Regions from separate parts of the Mus musculus genome. Here region 1 is linked to region 2. Evidence: chromatin contacts called from public capture Hi-C data. All regions are on one chromosome and are shown on one strand. The core of a region is the stretch at or near the end of the contact, and the rest is flanking DNA. Distances in the headings are between cores, read along the strand shown. Region 1 holds the start of Tnfrsf8 (tumor necrosis factor receptor superfamily, member 8). Region 2 holds the start of Aadacl4 (arylacetamide deacetylase like 4).

Region 1 (3,758 bases), core at 581-3,080, 700 kb before region 2:
CTTTCCCCCGTAACTATTATTATGAATTAAAAACCCCACAAATGACTTGAAGGCCCAGAAGACTAACAAAGGCTGCTTTCATTTGCATGCCTTTGGTTACTAGGAAGGTTGGACTTTCACAATGTGTGTTTTTTATTTGGTTCAAGCTGGTGCAAGCTATTTGGATGCTACATCCGTGAGTGTCTTACCTGCACCAGTTCATTGTGAACACCTGCTGCATTTTGGGAAGCATGGGCTCCAGGTTCCTCTGCCCCTTCCTGACCCTGTGATTATTCGAAGCTGGATCTTTCATCATCAGGGAGGGGAGGGTCTGGAGTGGCTCTATGGAAGTGGCACATTAGGGGTGGATTTTCCAGGTAGGATGTGGACCTCAAAGAGGCCTATGTGTGAAATGGAAAGTTCGTAGGGACTTTGGAAAATCCTGGTAGGAAGTGGCAGCTGGTGCCCTGTGGGAATCTCTAACAACACTGAAAGCTAGACTAAAATGTGGAAGCCAAAAGGCCCTTGCATCATTCTGGGCTTGAAAGAAGCCACTCTCCCATCTTTAGAGCACATAGGTAGCATGCCTGTTTTCTCGGTGTTGGTTTCTATGTTTGAAAACAAAGCAATACCAGACAAAAGCAGTGAGCACCTGCTAGTCAGTGCTCAGCAGTGACCATGTGCTGCCAGTACTCACAGAAGCAATCAGGAGAGCCTGGAGTCCGAGGAGCCCCACATTCGAACAGCAGCTTGGGGAATAGAATAAGGCAGACTTCAGGTGAGGCTCCAGGGTGCCAGCTATATCCACCAGGCAAAAAAGGGCAGGGATACCTGTGGATTGATTAACATATGCCCTAGTCTTCACATAGTTCGTTCACTGGTCAGTCCACCCACCTGCCTACCCATGCTCCATGCAGGCATCCACTAATCCATCTATTGCTTTATGCATCCATTTCCCCTTTACCCCATATCCATTCATTCCCTCATCTCATCAGTCCTCCCATCATCTACCTACTCATCCATCTACCCATCCATCCATATATCCATTACCTAATCTCTTCATTCATTCCCCAACCCTCCCACTCACTTAACCATTCACAGATATCTTTTCATCCATCCACCCATCCCTTCATTCTGTGACCCTCTCATCCATTTACCATCCGTCCACTTCATCACTCATTTGTTCTCTATTCACCTACCCCATCTGCCCATCCATCCTTCCTTGCTTCCATCCATCCATCCATCCATCCATCCATCCATCCATATTCCAATCCACGTGTTCTCTTTCCACTCATCCATCAATTCATCCATCCCCTCATCCATTTATGCATTTGTTCTCATCTTCCTCACCCATCTACCCATCCATCCATTCCCTCATCCTCCCACCCACACTTCCATCCATTTGTTCTCTATTCGCCCATTCATTCCCCGTGCAGGGCTGGCTTTACTTTACAGCAAATGTTACAATGAAGAAGTGCTCATTTTTCTCGAAACTCTCCTCACTCTGTCCCTTCCAAAGAATCCTGATGATGTGGGCTTAGAATCTCACCCTTCCTGGGGGTGGGGAATGGGGCTAGAGGCCTCAGGATTCTGTACCTCTCAGACTCCTGAGTCCTGTACCTTTAGAGCTGAGCCGGCTTCCCGGTTCCTCTTCAAATCCGGGGCGGATCATTCAAAACGCAGGGGAGCCCCCTGCGTGCGTGCGCTGTGGCTAGCCCTGAGTCATCTCTGCACGTGGTGGCCCCTTCTCTCTTAGGCTTCACAGGCAGGCAGATCGCTGCATCACAGGTGGTAAGAGGGTGGGGGAGGGAAGGATTAGGGCTGAACCCGAAGAAGGGTTAGGAAGGCGCAGTCACATTAGAAGTGATTTCACCGCGGGAGAGTCAGGGTGCCGGCAGGTGGCCAGGCGCTGGAGACTCGGGAAGCCAAGATGAGCGCCCTACTCACCGCAGCGGGGTTGCTGTTCCTGGGGATGCTTCAAGCCTTCCCAACGGTAAGGGAATGACAGTAGCCCCGGACACTGTGCGAGAGCAGTGGCTAGAGTAAAGGAGGACAAGGCAACCTCTCACCTTATTCCCCAACTCAAACTAGAGTGAGGGGGCACAGGAGGCAACTAAAATATGCAAGCATCCACAGGTGGGTGGATAACTGAAGAGTAAAGTTAGAGCTTCTCTCGTCACAAACGCAGGTAGTCGATAGTTGGGAGCAGTTTGCTCCTTCATTATCCGTGAGTTGAACCCGGAGCAAGAGAAAGCTGTTCCTTTCCTGTTCTGTTACTGCTGCCCCAGAGGGGGTCCTGGATAGAGAAACTTGAGTATGCCCTTGTTTTGCCAGAGGATGATAACGGGTTGTTTGTGCATCCGTAGGCTGGAAGGGCTGAGGAAAGAGAGGAGGGGGTGAATGAGAGCAAAGGTGGGGGTCTGGCCAGCTGGTGATGTGGGCTGGGTGCCCTGGAGCAAGCACATGGTGGATATTTGTCCCAGGAGCAAGTCAGTGCTGTCTCTGGTTCTATAGTTGAAAGCCCCAGAAATAAGTCTGGTCAATGAGTTAGGAAAACTGAACAATTCCTAGGGGCCAATGCCACACTAGGCATTAGTGTGTGGGAAGGAGACAGGACTTTGAAGAGCCACTCAGATAATCTTCTTTACGGAACCTAAGGTCTACATGGAAGAAAAAAGTGCATGGCTGAATGGTAGCTGGGGGAGGGAGACAAGGGACAGCAGCAGGCTTGCTGGACATGAGGTGTCTCTGCTAGAGAGGTGTGAAGACAAGGGAGGAGAGAGGGCAGGAGAGAGATGGTAGGAAGGTGTCCCTTTCATCTCCAGTGGGCAGTGTGACACCTGCCCTGCAGAGGGCAGAAGTGAGCAGAGGAGCCGTCCTACCCTACCTCACCCCCATGCCCGAAGCCCTCATTCGGGGAAGGTAAGAGTTTGGAGCAACAAGGACCCTGGAAGATGAAGGAAAAAGTAGGATGTGAAAGTGGGGAGGTTTGGTTTCTTTTCTCCTACTAAGTCGAAACATTTTTTGATCAGGGCATGGCACATTCTTACATGAGTATGTAGGTTTAAGGACAACTCTGGGAGTTGGTTCTCTCCTTTGACCCTGTGGGTTCCAGGAATAGAACTCAGGTCATCAGGTTTGGCAGCTAGTGCCTTTACCCACAGAACCATCTCACAGGCCTGTGAAAACATGTTTTACAATTAAAGCCGTGTACTTACTACTACCTGGAATGTGTGAAAATGCCCCCAAACAAAAAAGTATAAATGCTATGATAGAGCTAATTGTTTTATACCAATATCTTCTAAGCTGTAAGCATGTTCTTGTTTTACTGCTATTTACAGCATCTATAAAAGCATATCTGTATTTGGATCACTTTTATAGAAATATATAGGGGTTTCTCTTTTTATTTATTTATTTCAATTAATTAATTATTTTTCGAGACAGGATTTCTCTGCGTAGCCCTGGTTGTCCTGAGATTCACTCGGTAGAGCAGGATGGCCTTGAAATCACAGAGGTCAGCCTGCTTCTGTCTCCTGAGTGCTGAGATTAAAGGCATGTACTACCAACTGCTTTTTTTTTTTTTTTTTTTTTTTTTTGGACAAGGTCTCATGTAGCTCAGGTTGGCCCCCAGTTTGCTATGTAGCCAAGGATGGCCTTGAACTGGTCCTTCTCCTTCCACTTCCTGATTGCTTAGGTTGCAGGTATGCACTACCATATGCCATGTATGCAGTGTATGAGATTGAGCTTGGGGCTTTGGGTGTGCTAGGCAAGCACTCTAC
Region 2 (3,811 bases), core at 1,291-3,790:
GCAGACATAAACTAAAGGCTGAGGCAATCACCAGCTAAGTGAAAAACACTGTACATCGTTATTGTGGAGATTCACTGGGTGAATGTTATCTATGGAAGGGAGCCAGGGAAGAGGTGAACGATCAGGTAGAACTTCCCTCAGAGAAGGAAGTTACTGATGAGACCCAGCAGAGCAGGATCCGGGCATAGGATAAATGAATTTGTTTTTAGTTCAAAGTTCGGTGGGGTGATCCATTGTTCTATGAAAGAACTCCCCAAAGAGGGCTCCAAATCATGGTTTTCCTGTTTGAGTTTTAGGAGAGAGAAAGAGTTTAGCCTACAAGCCTCCCCTGCCTCCTATCAAGAGTACATGATCTGATGAGCCGGGCTAGACCTTTGTCAACTTAGCTCTCAACCCCCTCAAATTTCAAGGCAGCCCTTAATAGTGCAGTTTGGTTCCAACCCTCACTCCCTCAAGAAAAGATTGACTATACCTCTTATTCAAGCAGCTTTCTCCTTTTTCACTGGGAGCCTTTCTTACCTGCTCTTGGGTGGATGGGCCCAAACTGTCACCCTTTGTAATGATAGCTGTGTAATCCTTACATACCTTCACAATACTTGTCTGACTTCCTTAGAAATTGCCTATGACTTCACTGTTAAAATATGATCACCCATACTACCCAATGAGGCATCTGATAGCAAAGATAATAACTTCTTCCTCTCTCAGCCTCCACCTCTAGAATAACAAAAATATTTGTTTGGGAATATTGAAGAGCATATGGTGTTAAACTTAGACTCACATTCTAAAAGGCCATTAGATACATCAGAGAATTACACTGTTTTGTGTAGGGTTTTGTTGTTTTGTTTTGTTTTGTTTTTTTAGATGACGTTCACATTTCCCACAATTGTGAACTAGATGTGATGCTGTAGAAAAGAAACTACAGGTTGGAAAGAGTGTAGTGTTTCTGGTAAATTTGGCTCTTCCAGGGCTCCAAACTATCCTGTAGTTCTACACAGTCCATGGGCTTGAAACAGTTTGACCTTTAGGAAAGTACTTGCAGATAACGGTGAATGAATGGTTGAGGCCAAAATATTTCAATTATTGTATTGAACAAGGTTTGCTCACTCCACTAGGTGTGGTCCATTGTGGAGGAAAATCCAACAACACAGGGACACATTACGTTTTAAAGTCACATATGAAACCTATTATTCTTTGTCATATGCTATGTAATATGTATATTGACCTCACAAGACAGAGAATGTTGCCTGCCTTGAAGAGGGAGACTCTGACATACATAGAGATTAAGCAAAGGGTTCTTGCAGCCAGTGAGAGTAGAACAGAGATGCTTAACAGACAGCTTGGCTGCAGCTTCTTTTTACCCCTCTCTTCTCTACCTCTCTTCTCCACTGTAGCTGCCATCTGAAGTAATCACTTATGAACTTTGGACACTTCAGGCTTTCAGCCAAGATTGAGACATTATGTTCTTCAAACTGTTTACTTCCCACACAAAGCCAAACTTTCTTTCCAAACCTACTCTACCAAGGATAGGCTTTGGTTCCTATCCCCAGTCAGCAACAAAGGAAAATGCAGAGTCCAGCCACCCAGGCAGCCGTGCTAAAAAGCTGGATACATGCATCAACACATTGATTTGACCTGCAAAGGGCTCCTGCTGAGAAATAGTCAGTGGTTCCCAGATGTTCACAAGTATGCAACAAAATACCTAGAAGCAAGTGAGTAGAAGGCAGTAGGGGGCTGCTGTTGAAGGTGTCAGACACGCTGAGTCATGGATCTATCTTGAGGAGAAACTGGCTGAAATAATTTTTCTGTCCTCAGAAATAGAGTCTAGTTAATGAGTAGTGATGCCTGAATCCAATCTTAGTCCTCACATGGTGGAAATCAAAAGACAACTACTTCAACATCATGAGACACTTATCTCAAAACTTTAAACACAAAGGAAGAGCTGGGGGTATAGCTAAATAGAGTGCTGACCTAGTGTGCAAGCTCAGTCTGGCCCTCAGAACCACACTAACCAAGCATGGTATTGTACAACTCTATCCACAGCACTTGGAAGATAAGAGTTCTAATCCCAGCACTAGGAAGATAGCAGTTGGACAAACAGGAGCCTCAGGTCATTTCTGGATACATAGTGAATTCAACGCCAGCCTAAACTCCACAATATACTGTCTTTAAAAAGTAAGAACAAAAACAAGATGAAGGCAGGGAGGGAAGAGAGAGGGAACAAGGGATAGACAGAAACACAATATTTCCATGTTTCTAAGATACAAGAACATAGTTGCTCATACTGGTAGGGAATCTAGTTATGGGAGAATAATAGAAGGGAAAACTACAGAGATGAACACTGAAAACCATACTGCCCCCAAGAGCAGACTCACCAGAGTAATTATGTACAGCATTAAACAATGCAGAAGTCTGAACTTGACAGGATGCTTCAAGGCAGAGGGAATTTCCACAGTGAGAAAGTGCTGAATGACAGTCCATATGAAGACTCCCAGATAAAAGGTAGACAGGCTCACTAGCAGCACCAGCCACGGGATAGCCATGGTACTGAGCCTCTGAGAAACTGCTATCTGAGGTCCTGAGAAGGTGCTGCCCTGAAGATATTCCTTGAGAACAACTGACCCAGTTTTATGACCTGCCACCTCCACTCCCTTCTTTCAGACTGCACCTGACTCAGTGGCCTGATCTAGCCTCTGAAATAACCACACAAATCAACAGGAGCCAGAGGAACCTGCTCCCCAAGGAGCAAATGGATTAGGAAAGCCATCACAGATGACCAAAGTTGGGGATTTTTGTTTGTTTGTTTGTTTTTTGTTTTATGGAGGTTGTTGTTGTTGATGGTGATGATGATGGTGATGATGATAATGATGATGATGATGATGATGATCACTACTACTACTTTAATTTTTTGCAATCCAGTCATTACTCCTCTCCCTGTCCACTCTCCCACATTCCTTCATCCCATTCCTCCTCCTTCCTGTCTCTAAGAGGATGTCCCCCATGGCCAAGCACTCCCCTCTCTAGAGTTAAGCATGTCTTCTCCCACTGAGGCCAGACCAGGCAGTCCTCAGCTATATATGTGTTGGGAGCCTCAGACCAGCTCATGTAGGCTGCATGGCTGGTGGGTCAGTGTCTGAGAGATCTCAGGGGTCCTGGTTAGTTGAGGCTGCTGGTTTTCCTATGGGGTCACTTTCCTCCTCAGCTTTTTCCAGCCTTTCCCTAATTCAGCCACGGGGGTCCCTGACTTCAGTCTAATGGTTGGCTGTAAGTATCTGCATCTGTCTCAGTCAGCTGCTTGTTGGGCCTCTCAGAGCACCAGTAATAGTATCAGGTTTTGGAGCTTCCCCTTGAGATGGATCCTTAGTTATGCCAGTCACTGGACCGCCTTTCCTTCAGTCTCATCTCCTTTTTTGTCACTGCAGTTCTTTTTGACAGGTACAATTCTGGGTAGAGCTTTTGACCGTGGGATGGCAACCCCATCCCTCCACTTGATGTCCTGTCATTCTACTAGAGGTGGACTCTACTAGTTCCCTTTCCCCACTGATGGGAATTTCATCTAAGGTCCCTCCCTTTATGTCCTGAGAGTCTCTCACCTCCCAGATCTCTGGTAATTTCTAGAGGGCGCCCCCATCTTCCACCTTCTGAGGTTGCATATTTCCATTCATTCTGATGGTACTTAGGGCTTCTCTACTGTCAGGATTCCAAAGAAGAACCAGACATGAACTTTTGAAGCATCCATCTGCTGGGCACAAAGGGAGAGGTCTTACATGAGCATAGACCCCTGTACTCTGACCCTTCACTGAATACCAAGAGG

Evidence for each region. Capture Hi-C pulls out chosen DNA fragments and counts their contacts.
Region 1: a capture Hi-C map of embryonic stem cells shows a contact between it and region 2, with 3 times the contacts expected there. The contact joins the promoter of Tnfrsf8 here to the promoter of Aadacl4 in region 2. A contact is called at or near these places in 9 of 39 promoter capture datasets (the 3T3-L1 cell line, HPC-7-derived erythroid cells, cranial neural crest and 6 more) and 1 of 9 other capture datasets (embryonic stem cells).

The regions. Positions count from the first base shown.
Region 1 is chr4:145,313,236-145,316,993 of GRCm38.p6, reverse strand. Tnfrsf8 (tumor necrosis factor receptor superfamily, member 8) reads left to right here and starts at 1,830. Exons shown (of 13, transcript NM_009401.3): 1 at 1,830-1,972. The coding sequence starts at 1,910.
Region 2 is chr4:144,612,436-144,616,246 of GRCm38.p6, reverse strand. It overlaps Aadacl4 (arylacetamide deacetylase like 4), which reads right to left and starts at 2,540. Exons shown (of 4, transcript NM_001081248.1): 1 at 2,373-2,540. The coding sequence starts at 2,540.